Regions from separate parts of the Gossypium arboreum genome. Here region 1 is linked to region 2. Evidence: chromatin contacts called from public Hi-C data. All regions are on one chromosome and are shown on one strand. Each heading gives the region's core, a stretch centred on a gene start, on an enhancer-like site or on the middle of the called end of the contact. The rest is flanking DNA. Distances are from core to core; before and after follow the strand shown. Region 1 holds the start of LOC108483970 (AT-rich interactive domain-containing protein 4-like). Region 2 holds the start of LOC108484499.

Evidence for each region. A called contact is a pair of places that touch in the nucleus more often than the background predicts.
Region 1: a Hi-C map of leaf shows a contact between it and region 2, with 2.2 times the contacts expected there. The contact joins the promoter of LOC108483970 here to the promoter of LOC108484499 in region 2. A contact is called at or near these places in 2 of 5 Hi-C or Micro-C datasets (both in leaf).

What each region holds. Positions count from the first base shown.
Region 1 is chr6:116,495,660-116,503,483 of ASM2569848v2, reverse strand. It overlaps LOC108483970 (AT-rich interactive domain-containing protein 4-like), which reads left to right and starts at 5,787. Exons shown (of 15, transcript XM_017787544.2): 1 at 5,787-7,210; 2 at 7,307-7,498; 3 at 7,703-7,756. The coding sequence starts at 7,055.
Region 2 is chr6:116,297,985-116,305,011 of ASM2569848v2, reverse strand. It overlaps LOC108484499, which reads left to right and starts at 4,288. Exons shown (of 9, transcript XM_017788308.2): 1 at 4,288-4,562; 2 at 4,668-4,734; 3 at 4,830-4,895; 4 at 5,220-5,313; 5 at 5,434-5,550; 6 at 5,763-5,863; 7 at 5,954-6,028; 8 at 6,111-6,203; 9 at 6,498-6,982. The coding sequence starts at 4,549. The coding sequence ends at 6,764.

The sequences.
Region 1 (7,824 bases), core at 4,538-7,037, 200 kb before region 2:
AAAATAATTAACTGTTAAATTCTATGTTTATTATATGTGTGAATGCATGTGTGAAAGTTTCATGCTTTGATTTTGTCATTTGTATGTAAAATTTATAAGATAGGACTCATGTGATAAAACTTGAAAGTGTGATAGGTAAATTTGTAAAGTGTCAAATAATGCATGAAATGTTAACATGAGGGATTTGCATGTCAAATGGACCAATTTTGTTTAGTGGCCGGCCATAAATGATGGTTGATGTATAATATATGTTTTATTTAAGTATTATAATAGGTAATAGCTTTATTTTTGAAATAAAATGAATTAGTAAAACAATAAAAGATGATAAAAAAAAAGATAGATGTTCATTTTCTTTCTTGATTGCCGAATTTGGGAAAAAAAAATGGTGAAGAATAAGCCAAGGCATCCAGCCATGGTTGTCTCCATTTAAAGGTATGTAATGCAATTTTTATTTGTAATTGATTATGAAATTAGATGGATGAATACATAACATAGATAATCCATGGTTTAAATTCATGAATTAATGAACAAGTGTCCATTCGGCAAGTGCTAAATTGATATTATTTTGATAAGTTTTTGGGAAGATGTTAGTTAGATGTTAAATAGCTTGAATGATGGCTAAATAAGTAGAATTCATGGTTGAAAAGTATGAATTGAAATTGCCGTATGTGTGTATGTGTATTTTGGAAAGAAAAAAAAATGTTGTTGTTTAGTTGAGTTTTATTTGGTGTGTACATTCGGTCAAAAAGGGGGAGGAATAAAAATAAATTTAAAATGTTATGGTTTGTTTTAAAGTTGGTTAAATGGTTGTGGTCATTGCTGAATACATTTGTATTAGGGAAAAATATGATTAAACATCGGTTGATGAGTTAAATATATAAGTATATTCGGTTATATAAATTTGATTTGTACTTGAAAATATAATAAGCCTTAAGAGATTGTGTTTGTGTATGTGAACTAGATGTTTTATGGATATTCGGCTAAAAAGGGGTAAATGGCTAGGTTATAGGAATTGGAGGATATACATTCGTCATTAAGGTTATATGTACTTGGTAATGTGAGTTATATATTAAGTAATTTATTTCTTCGAAATGTATATTCAGTCATTGTTTAGCATAGATGAAACCAATGTGCAAATTGCTACATTTGATCATGAAATGAAATTTGTATATGAAAACTAAATTTGAGTGGTTAGGGCCGAATGTGGTATATGAGATATTAAGGCATGTTATGATTATATATATATGTGTGTAAGTGGTTGTGCATAAAAATGAGTAATTGATTAAATTGTGTTAGTCACACATAGGTATATAAATATATGCCTTAGCTCAAGAGCAAAGAGGAACTAAATCAGATAAGGGGAAGGAGAAAGCAATCGAGTAGCCTACCCGTAACTGTTCGACAACATCCGAGGTAAGTTCTTAAGTGTTTGGACTTGGAAATTTAAGAATAAATTGTAATAATCTGCTTAGGACAGCAGCAGTAGCATGATTTTTGAAAATCACCATAAATTGTTGGAGTGTAATTAGAGACTGAATAAAATATGTAATCAAAGCTCAATGAGTCTAGTTTCTTATAAAATAAATAGTGCAACCAAAGGAATTTCCTATAGAGAAATATTTAAAGTTGTGTGTGACAGTGTCAGAATGAATCTGAAATCCCCTGTTCTGTTTTTAGAAAACATTATAAATAGTACAAAAATTGTTATAAGATAAAATTTATATTCTTAGACTCCTTAATGAGTCTAGTTTCAAATGAAAATAACAAGAACATATTTTGAAATCTGTACAATGAGAAATTTGATTCGTAGTGAAGAGTGGTCAGTATAGTCGATCAGTGAAATAGGGGAAATTTTAAGAAAATTCTGGTTTTGATTGGCCAAACCAAAAATCTTGAAAATTTTATGGATAGAAGATATATGAGTCTATTTTCGGGGAAAGTTTACGGCACTTCATTTGGAGTTCCGTAGCTCCAGTTACAAATAATTTAATGATTGTTGCTCAAGAAAACAGCTTGTAGTGAATCTGTGATTTTGTTGTAAACATTGATGAAACTAATTGAATTGCTTATAAGCTATTGCTGAATTGATGTACAAGATAAATATATAGGTTGTGAAGTCAAAATGGCTAAAATTTAAATGTGTGTAAGTTATCCGAATGACTATTTTATAAACATAAGCAATGTATATGAAATATGTGTTGATAGTTTTATAAATTGAAGGTGTAGTGACTTATATGTTGCTTAGCCGAATGGTTGTCATGAGAAGAATGTAAGTCATGTGTGTATTTTCTTATTTAGTTGGAAGTTTATTGAAAGGGATATATATATATATATATATATATATAAATATGTATTAAAGTCGAATGATATTATGACATGAAGTTAAGGTACATGCTATATGCTTATATTCGAATGAGGTTAATGAATTACAATGGTGATAGTTTGTGTGAAATGTGGTAACATGTGATTAAATATACATGGAATTTGGAAAGTCTCCGGGTCAAGACTCGCTGACTACGTGATGTGGCCTAATGGCTCTTGTGAAATGAGTCTAGCTATATTGAGATACGAATAAGTTTGAATGAAGTGATACCTTATTAATGTGTTTCCGTGTTGGAAAAAAAATTGAAGGTATGTGAATTGATGTGTATACAACTTTTTGAATTAACTATGATGATATATCCGGGCTTAAAGTCCCGCAGGCTTGGTACTGGTAACTGGATTCGAATTTTTTTTGAAAATCTAGTAGGCTATGGCTAAGTGTCTTGAATTATTTCAAACCGAAGACCATTTGTATATCTTTAAGATAAGGATTTAATTAGTTTCATAAACATTTATTAATTTTAGTTGTATTCGGCAGGATGAGCAAATACAAGGTATGGATTGCGTTTGGTCATTTATGTATATGTGATAAGGAATATGTTTAGTCCTTTATATACGTATACGAAACTTTAATACTTGTCATGATTTGATTATTTGAAATATTAATGTGAATATGAACTAAAGAACTAAGCTCCTAAATACATATATACATTTATGTATGTGCACGAAATGAGTGCATATGATTAAGTGGTTAGAGGTATTGAAAGATTGAATTGGTAATTGGTAACTATGGAAACGGTAAGTGTACAAAGGTTAAGTATATGGTATGTGATACTTACTTGCTATGTGAACTCGATTTCGTTTGTATTACAAATGTACTTTGGAAATCACTTATGAGATGGTTATAAGTTATATTCAACGAGTATTGACTCTATCAAATTGTTTATGTAATATGAAAACATGAATATGTGTTTCCAAATATGGAAACCGAATGTGATTATAGTGTTATGTGTTAGTTCGACTGATTAAACTAAAAATAGCATTGATGTTTTTTTTTAAAACGCGAAGGGGTATATACTCTTAAATTTGGATGAAATAGATGAATTACATGTGCATACATAGGGTTTAATCATATTGACCGAATGGTGATATATCTTGACATTTCAAAACGTGATTTGTGTAAGGTCTAATCTTAAGCGACTTAGTAATAAATCAACAATTACGGATGTTCAGCACATTAAGTTAGCCAGGTATGTATTATGTACTTGTGTAGGCTTATTAAGCCCATCGAGACTTCACTTGGATTTTGTGGAAGTTATAAATGTATTTAATCCAGCAAAGTTAATTGTTTTACTTAAGACTTACTAAGCCTTGAAAGCTTACTCTGTTGTTACGTTTCTTTGTTTTATAGATTATCAAATTTGGCCTTTACTCGGGGATCGTCAACAACTCGTCACACTATCACTATCCACTGTTTGGTACTACTATGTTTTGGATTATTTTATGGCATGTATAGAATAGACTAGTAGCGGAATAATACTCTGGTTAATGTATATAAGCCATGCGAAAATGGCATCCTTTGAATGTGTATTTATAGAAGTTTAATTTTATCCCTGGCTGTATTTAGCATTTATCTAAATGAATGATCTTTATTTCAAGAAAAAGTTTAAAATTTTACTGTTCTGACATGAGTTACAAGTCTGGTAATACCCCTTTCCTATTCCGACAACGGTTACGGGATAGGGATGTTACATCTATATTAGTCTAAACTATTAATAGAACCCTTGACTGATTTAGTGTCACAAGTTAATCGATACCAACTCGGTTGGAAAATTACTAATATATCTTTTTATTAGAGACTATTATTATTTTGACGACCTTCTTATCTTTTCATATTTTTATATAACTTTTAAATAAAAAAACTAAAATTTACGTGTTGAACTTGTGTTCATTAGATTTATAAACAAATTTTTTATCACTACACCAGCAATAATTTTTAAATAAACTTAAAACAATTAACTTTTAACATAAAATGTCTTTTCTCCCCAAATTTGGGTATCTATACTATTAATGAAACCCCTGACTGACTAAGATGATGTCATAGGTTAACGAAATATCGACTCAATTAAGAAATGACTAATATACCATTTTATTAAATGACTGCTATTATTATTTCAGTGTTATAAGTCAGCTCAATACCAACTTAATATTGATGACAACACTATTCATTTTATTTTTCCAATTTAATACTATATATATTATATGTGTTATTATTAATTAATTTTAAATTTTACCTTTTAATTATTTTTTATATGTTATATTCAAATTGACGCATATAGAAATACTAAAAGATAATTCATTAACATGTAATCTTTCCGTGATTAGTGAAATTCTGTTCATGGAAAAAAATTAATAAGAGAAAGGGTTAGTTTTGCTAAACATCTCCAAACTATCATTTAAATTTTAAATTAGTCCTTAGATTTTAAAATATTGTAATTGAAGCCTTAAAACATTAATAATCAATTTAGTCTGTAAATGATAGTTTGAAATTGACATAAACATATTTAAAACATATGAATTAAATCATATATGCGTAGATATATTGCGTTGATAGTTTGAACCTAAAGTGCTAAAAAAACAGACAACATTAATAAAATTTAGGAAGGTTGTTTTTTCTTTTATGCAATAGATTCAAATTATTCATGTAGTAGGTACACAAATCTTGTGAATCGTTGTGTTTAAATATCCTTCACATTAAATTTGATCCAGCATTTAATGCCCAAATTAATGACTTTATTAACAAAAAACTTAATTGATAAAATACTAATACTTCAAAAATATTTTAAAATTAAAAGGCAAATTAGAATTAACCTATAATTTAAAACTGTAGGATACAATTAATCCTAAGTAAAACATAATCCAAGAATTATGAAGGCAAGTAGTTTGTTGTAGAAATTAAGATTTTAATTATGAATTTCATCTCCAAAAAGTAATCTTTATATTTTAATTTGTCAAAGTTTTGTCCTTGTAATTTATATACCTCATGAAAACCAAGGAGTTAATCTTATTACCGTTAATTTTTGTTAATTTTTTACATATAAATTGTATTGTTGTTTGAATCGAGCTGAACCGATTGGTTGAGAGACCTATCTAAAAAGTAGTTTTGGATTGATTAGACTGAAAATCAGTAAAAATTGAATAAAAAATCGATTGAATCAGTTAAAAATCGATTAAACCAAAATTTTGAAATTTTTTAAAATTTTAATAATTTTTTAATTGGATCGGAAAGTTGGTGATAAATTATTGTATGGTTATGTTTTTGCTAATTTTTTACTTAACATTTGATGTTGAGATCAATAATTTAATAGTATTGCCATTTTAATTTTGAAGGATGAAATTGTAAAAAAAGATAAGTTATTAAGTTTTTATAGAATAAAAAAGATGAAATTGAGAAAAAAACCAAATGAAAGGAATAGCGAAAAAGAAAGTGGGGGAGTCAAATCCAGGGAACTGGGTCCCAGTTCGTACAAAGCGAGCAGTTCGAGTGCTCAACGAAGAACATATTTACCTGAAAAGAATTTTTGTTTTCGGGGCTTTTAAATTCTCAGTAAAAAAAATAAGTACAAAATTTCAAGATTTCATATCATTCATTCCCAACACAAATTTACCCATGATGATCACCGTCATGATCATGATCATGGAGATGATAGTGATGAACTTGGAGGCTTGGACAATGAGAACAGAACCAAACCAACCATTCTAAATCTTTGCCCAAATAAAAAAAGAAAGAAAAGAAAATAGAAATACCCTTCATTTCGGTAGTATTGGACTTTGAAGTATAGTATTCAAGAACACAAAAAAGCAGATACAGAAACTTTTCACCTCCTCAAAGTTTGCGAATGAGTACAATGCATTAGTTATGATATCTTTTGAAGCACGGTAACTTGAAAGAAACAAATTATTAAAAAGTCAATTAAGAAATGGGCATTTCTTTTTCCTTTTTTGTGGATTTCCTGATCAAACGGTTCATCAAATTGACTCTTTTTGACTTGGGAAACTGTAGTTATTAAAAATACAAACTGACAACAAAGAGAAAAAAAGGGAGGCTCTGGCTGGGCTTTTTTGATTTTTAATTAATTAACTTTGATTTTAATCGAATTTTGATTTTGATTTTGATTTTGGGTTTTTTGTTTTTGATTTTAATTTTTTTTTTGTCAAAGGCGGTGCTAGTGGGGGATTGTTAGTGAAAGAAGGAATAAAGATGTGTCATTTCGGGTTTTTATTTATTTATTTGAGATTTCTTTATTATTTGGAAGTCTGACTCTTCTTAAAACTTAGGGTTCTTTTTTTACTTTCCGATTTTTGTTTTGGAAGGATTTGCTTCCTGAGAAATTTTCTCGGTATCTTCGTCTGGTTTGGTAATTTTGTTCATTCGGGTTCTCGATTCCTTGTTTATTTCATCTGGATCGGTGGGATTTCTTCAGATTTTGAACTCTCCACCTTTGGTTTTTAGGGATTTTCAAGTGTCTCAAATACAAAGTGAAGTTCCTTTTTGCTCTGTGATAGAATTTTGGAAAATCAGAGGTTTCGAGTAATAAGATTTGCAGTTGTCTTTTTAGGGTTTTGATTTGATTTCACAGTAATGTTTTAGGTTTTTGGGACTTCTTAAAGGGGCCATTGGTGCCTTGCACTTAGTGGCAAGTTTGGGTCTTGCTGAGTCTGGCATGTTTGAATGATGTTTAGTGCTCAAAGGTCTTCAAGGAACCATTGCAGTCTCCTTGCTATTCTTTGTGGTGGTGAAGTTTCTGATAATAAACAGAAGCAGCCAGTTTCTAATGATAAGTCCAGATACCCATTTCCAGAGATTGCTTCTTCAGGTCGCTTAGAGGTATATAAATCATGTTAATAGTTTTTAACCTTTTTTAACTGTTGACATTTTAGCAGAACTTCTTATAAACTTGCACTTTTACTTATTTAAATGCAGGTTCAGCTTCTGAACAATCCTAGCATCGATGAGGTTCGACGTGTTCTTGAATCGTCTGAGCCAAATGTAGTTTACTTACAAGGAGAGCAGAATCCTGATAGTGAAGAAATTGGTTATCTGGTTTGTGGAGATGTTCACTTGTCCACTCCAGAAGTTTTATACGGACTTTTTGGTTCCACATTGCCCACCACTGTTAGTGAGACATGATTTTCTTGTTACTTGTTTAATAAAGTTTATAGTTTGATCCCATTCTCCCTGAAATTATACGATGGGATTGTTTCATGCATGTTTCCTTTTGTTTTATACTTCCTTTTACTAGTTTTACTGGTTTCAGACTTTCAGTGCTCATTTGAAGTTTATTATGTTTAGTTGATTTATTCTCAAATGTTTGTGCAGGTTTATTTAGAGACTCCCAACGGTGACAAATTGGCTGAGGCACTTCATTCCAAGGTAAAGTTATTGATCATGATCATAAAGTGAACAAATGGAAAATTGTTATATATATTTGATAAATTTCT
Region 2 (7,027 bases), core at 3,039-5,538:
CTTTAGGAACCCCTCTGCAAGCCCTCATAAGTATAAGATCGACCTCACCTTTAACATATCCTTCAACCTTCATGAGGGTCTTGAGGTAAGTCACTTTATAACCTACCCCTTGATCGAGGAGAGGCAATTGCTATACCCATTACAACGGGGCACATGGCAAACCAGCAAGCACTTCGACTTGAACCCCTCCAAGACAACTCACTCCTTGGCCTGCTTACTTAGGACCTGTAGCCAAACAATGCATAGGCCTACTTGTCACCTAGTGCACTAAGTACGACAGTGATGGAGCAACACAATCTATGACATAGGTGGGACACACACAACATGTACCATAATGACAATTGACTTGCAACAATAGTTCACATTTGGAACATGACCACTAACTTGTCCGGACAACCATACAACTCACCATGTGTGCTATGAGACAATGGATAACCCCTATGTAGGCCTAAGCTATAACGACTTAAAAGTTAGTGGTACCGAAAAATATGGGTTCGGAACCCCATTTCCAATTTTTGAGCTTGTAAATATTAATACTTACTAGGTTAGAATAAAACTATATTAAAGTTTGGTCCCTTAATTGTGACAAATGGATAGTTAATTAAGGTTTAAGGACTAAATTGTAAAAATTGTAAAGGTTAATCTCTATGAATTTTTAATTAACTGAAGGACCTATTAAGTAATTGGACCAAAATAATATGACCAAACGGTAGTTGACATTAGTTGGAACCCACCAAATTGGTTAATTATTATTAAGAATTTCTTAATTATCTCTAATTAAATTAATTAGAATTAATTAATATATTAATATTAGTATATAAGAAAAAACTTAAGAAAGAAAACAAACATTTTATGGTCATCTTCATCTTCTCTATGAAACCAAAAAAGAAAATGATGTTTTGAAGCTCAAACTGTTGGCTCTGAATCGGTAAGTTCAATTTAGTAATTTTCTTGTAATTTTTATATTTTTGAGGTTGTGGGAGCTTGATTTAGCTAGACCATGTATCAATTTGTAAAACTGTTAAAGTTTCTAAAGTTACCATTGATGAGTTTTTGATAAAATTGGTGTTAAATTGTTAAATTTTAATCTTAGATATGAAAAAAGACTAATTTGTAAAGTGAAATTTGTTAGTTTTGAACATAGGGACTAAAAGGTAAATAATTCAAAATTGGTATAAAGTTTCTATAATTATGGATTGTAGAGGGTTACAGAAGAATGTAATTGGGATCAATTTCAAAATCGAAGCTCAAATTTGAATGTTACTTTAGAGACTAAATTGAATAGAATACAAAATTGTAGGGGCATTCAAATAATGAAATTGAGCTGATATATGTTTATAATTTGATGGAATAAGAGGGCTGTAATTGATAATTTGAATTGAATTATTGTATAGATCGAGAATTGAACAAAACTAGGGATAATCGGGAAAAAGGCAAAATAATTATTTAGCCCTTGAAGATTTGGTTATTTTTTGTTTTGACTATGTAAGTTCATATGGTATGATTGTGTTTAAATTATTATATACTTGAATTATGAATTTTTGTATACTAGATAGTAATTTAAATTATTTGTAATTTGGTACAAAAGGTGAAATGTGGACTAAATTGTAAGGAAATGATAAATTGTCTAAATTGAGTTATTTAATGAATTGATAGTTGAATGATTATCGAGAAAGAGGACTAAACTGAGTAAAATTGAAAATAATATAAATTGGTGAAATTGGCTTGAAATTGAGATAAATTATACTATATATGTATGACATGATAAGTTGATTAATAAATTGGTGATATTGAAATCAATAAAATGAGAGTTGAACCTATAAAAATTGGATTATTGATTACCCTATTAACTGTTTGGGTAGAGTCAGATATAGTTGTCATGCCATAGGATAGATTGTGTATGGGTTATTTTGATTACGTTTAGATGGGTGCTGGGCACAACTTTTATTTTGGTTATATCGATGAGCGTGGGGCAGGCACAAACTATTTACTTCGGCATTATCTAATGAGGCACTGGGTGCTAAATTGGTGTGTTAGTTAAATCCATGTATCGATTCGAGTCCGAGTCAGGTTAATAAGGGTATAAAATGTGATATTTGATAAATGATATATAATTGAATTGATAATGTGACTTGGTAATACAAATCTAATTTACGATATATGAATATCAATAGCATGTGAAAGATCTTACAAACCGAATATACAATCTCAGAGGGTCGATATGGAAATGTGGCAAATCTATAAATTTGATTCAGAATTCAAACAATAAAACAACATAGTGATTTCCATTATATTGAAATTAGATGTATTATTGATAAATAGGTGAAATGGTATGAATTTGATATTAAATTAATGAAATGTTGTTTGATTACATGAATGACAGTGAAATCTTGATTATAAGTGGATTGGAATATTGCATGTTTGAATCACTATATGATACAATATATGTTCAACTTACCGTGTTGAATTATTGTTTCCATGTTTAGGCAAACTTGTCAAGCCAGTAGCTTATCGTATTAAATTGTTATTGAAATAAGTTATAGTTTAATGCTTATGAACTTACTAAGCCTTTGATATGCTTACCTCATTGTTTTCCCTTTCTTTATAGATTGCTAACTTGCGGAATGTGTAAAGTGAGTTGTCGAGAAGCTCACACTATCCCATTATTAATTTGGTAATCTTTTAAACGTTTTAAAGTTTAGTTATGTGGCATGTACATAGGTGTTATATTTATATGAGTTTACTTTGGATGAATAATTGCTTTGGACTTGGTTAATGTTTGAAACATAAAGTGTTAATGCTCAAATGTGAGAATATATGTTTTGGTAACTTGTGTGACTTTGCCTTTGACATTTAAAATTATAAGAAGAGTATGAAATGCAGTAGCAAATGTGATGGTAAGAAATGGTAAAATTCATTGATGATTATATTGAATTGATTAAGCAAATTTATTATGTTTTGTTGTTCAAATGAATGCATGTCGGATTAATTGAATTGAAATCATGTGTGGGTTCTTTGGTATGTATTATGGCATGTTTTATGAATGTGGAATGTTGTGCAAAGTGCACCAAATGTGAAAAATGATTTGGTTGGTTGAAGTAGGTGCCAAAAGGTTTATTTTGTGCCAAAAACAGAGTTCACGTCATGAGTCAAGCGATGGTTGTCATGACAAGATTTGAGTTTTGGGCCACAGTGTAATAAGAAACTCCTCACATTGTGACATCGTTTTGAAATTTTGAAAATGTTGCAAATTAATCCTAATTTGATTTCGGGTTAATTCTAAAGCATACATGGGCTCGTATAGACCCAAGAAAGGTTGTATATGATGACTTATGATCTATATTGGTTGTGTTTGTATGATTTATGTTTACATTACATGTTATTTGACTGTAGTTGCTTTGGCAAAAATTACAACATTTCGTAGATTGGACCCAGCGATCGGGTGGAGCGAGGGGTGTTACATAAGCATATGAGAGAAAAATGATCTTATTCTTATTCCTCTTGTCCTGAAGTTAGTTTTACCCTCCTATCTTTATTCTTTCTACCTTTCCATTACCGACTTTCTCCTTTGTACGAGTGAACTGGACCTACCTCCTCCACCTTCTCCTCCTTGTTGTTACCAGTATCAATAGTAATACACTATGTGATTAGCATGATACTTAAATGCATGCGACTCAAATTATATGATAATATTTGTCGTAATTGAATGTTTTGTTTAGCAATGGTAGATACCTATCTTATCTATTGCTATGTTTTGCGTATAGAAATAGAATGGGCAAAAGAAAAATAAATTCTATTAGTTTATAACATTGAGGTATAACTAAGCTCAAATCATAAGAAGCTCGAGTTGTGATACGAAATGTAAACTTCATATTTTTTTTATCCTAAAATTATCTTTAAATTTTGAATTATGCCATAAGTGCATGCATTTAAAATTTGATTCATGCATTTAAAATTTGATTCATGCATTTTGAATATGTTATATATCGTGCTCAATGTAGCATTCAATATTTTGATTCAAACATTTTGAATATGTTTTATATCATATTCAAATGCAGCATTCAATGTTTCTGCTAGAGAGATGAAAATTTCTAATTGATAAGATACGAATGCTTTAAAAATAAATTAAAATTTTTTAAAGTTCAAAAATCATTTTAAAATCAAGATTATAATTTGTGAACATATGCTGCAATTACTTTTGTTTTAGTGACAAAGTAAAGCTATGGGCTGGTAGATCACAAATTCCATGGGCCATAAGGAACCCAAATTGTTTCTTAGTTGAATAAGTGGGCTGATTTAGCCTGGGATTGGCTAAAACGAAGCCAGCCAGCCCCATCCATAACCATGGAGTAAAAGGGGAAAGGCTTACGATTTTCATTGCATAGCAGTCTGAAACTCAAAATCTCACGCACCCAGAGAGAAAGGAACTTTGATTCATACGGTAATCGAGGATTCAAGAACTAATATAGTTAATAACAAGCATTTGGAAGTTTTAGATTGTCTTGAGTTAAAAGTTCGAGTCTTGGAATTCTGCTTATCGTCAATCAAATGGAGGCTGAAAGGTAAAAATACCATTCGTCATTAGTTTTCTGCAATCTGTTGTAATAAAAAGAAATTTTGGGTTTTTTTTTTTAATTTTTAAATATAGAGTTAATGTTTTGTCTTAGGTTGAATTCTCCAAGTACATCCGTAATTACTTTTGAAGTATTGGGTCATCAACTACACTTCTCTCAGGTAATTTTTCTTCTTTTCTCTTGTGCAGTACTTCTTTTTTTCTTTTTTGAGGTTTTTAGTTGTAGTTATCATATTGTCTCCGACAATTGTGGCAGGATCCTAATTCCAAACATTTAGGAACAACAGTTTGGGACACATCAATGGTGTTTGCCAAATTTCTGGTATTCATTTTAATCTTTATTGTGGCTCTTTAACTATATTAGTGATATTCAAGTTGTTGATGCTGAGACCTTTTTTTTGAATTGAGTTTAAGTTGATGTTGATAGTTAAATACCTATATTTCCGATGGTACAGCACTTAGCTTTCACATTTCATGTTGGCGATATAGATCTAGTACCAATTGTGAAAATTTGTACCCAGTTTATATGGTTTTGCTTGTTTGACCCGAAAGTCTCCCGGTTTTACACCACAAAAGGTATTTTTAAAATTTTTCCAACTATTCTTCTGTATTGAAATTCACGGTGCAAAATTCTTTCATTGTTTAGGAAAAGAATTGCAGAAAGGGAAGGTTTTGCCCGTCTAAACTTAAAGGAAAGCGCGTTATTGAACTTGGAGCGGGTTGTGGAGTAGCGGGGTTTGGTGAGTTTTTAATTCTGTACATTTAACACTCATGGTCAGGTTATATTTATAGGGGAGGTCTTTTATGATTCTGCATTATTTGTTCAGACCGTGCTGAATCTGACTCCATGTGATTTCCAGGAATGGCATTGCTGGGATGTGATGTAGTTTCTACAGACCAAATCGAGGTTGTGCCATTGTTGAGGAGAAATGTAGAACGCAATACTTCAAGGATATTGCAGATGAATTCTTGTTCAGGTTCCCTTTTTTCAGCACTTCTAATTTAGTTTACACGATTCATTTTTCATATATATTTTTTCTTTTGCCCACCAATGTGCCATAACAAATCTTGACACAACAATTTCGCTTAAGTAATAGCGGAATTATTTGACAATTACCTAGCAATGCTATTGTAGAAATTAATGACAGGTTGTACTCTTTATCTCACATTGGTAGCATGATTATTTTAGATTCATTTGGATCAATTAAGGTGGCGGAGTTGGACTGGGGAAATGAAGATCATATAAAAGCTGTTGGTCCACCATTTGACTATGTTATTGGTACAGATGTTGTAAGTTCTCCAGATGCATATATTCTTGTAGTAACGTAACGCTTTTTGTGGAATAGTTGCAAATGTGGTGTACTGATTTTGCCTTTTAAGGTTTACGCGGAGCATCTCGTGGGACCTTTATTGCAGACAATAATCACATTATCAGGCCCCAAAACCACAATTATGGTATGATACCTTTTCTGATTTTCCGTTTGAAATTGATTTATTCAGCGATGGAACTCATTGTTGCTTTAATCGTTCTGTTTAGTTGGGTCATGAGATCCGTTCTACTAGTGTCCACGAGCAGATGCTTCTGACCTGGAAAAATTTCTTTGAAGTGAAGATTGTCTCAAAAGCCAAGGTACACAATTTATCCACTTTTTGAATGTGAAATGAAACGCTCAAGATTTATTTTCTGTCGTTCTTGATGTCAACTCAGAGACCACTGCTGTGAACAGCCGGTACGATCATTTTTGGTTAATAAATGTGTATTGATATTCTGATGACCAATTCAAGGACGCCTCCCCCCCCCCTTTTATTTTCTAGCGAAACATGTCAAAACTCTTCTATTCTTGATTCTATCGACAGGTTTGAGCCTCGGATAAGATATTCTTCTAACTTACTTTGTTTCGGAACTCTTACTTATTTCATGGAGATGGACAGTAAGTACCAACATCCGAGTATTCAACTCTTCATTATGGGACTAAAGCCCCCACCTGTTACGGCAGACAGTGCAGTTTGCACAGAGAAGCAGGAGAAAACGGATTGGGGAATTGACGACCAAGTTAACAAGACTGAAATTAGTTCTTCGGTTGATGATCTCCTGGTGACAAGACTCCCTGATGGGAAGCTTAGTGAATGGTATGCAAGAAGATACGGCTCGATGGCTGCCCGACTTCTACGAGACATACAGATAACTTAAAATTTTCTGGTATTGTTGTGTTAAATTTTTCTCAGCTGTTATATTCCTCATGCCGGACAGTTTTAACATTATTTTGCATACAAGTTTGTTTCTTGAAATGGTGATATAACGTATCACCTTAGTTTATTATTACAGCGTTGACATCTTAGATTCTAAAATGTAACAAATTGATAACATTATTAATCATATCATAATATATTGAAGTTTAGCGATTAAAAGCAATGCAAATAATATAATGTGATTAAATCTATAATTCATCTAAT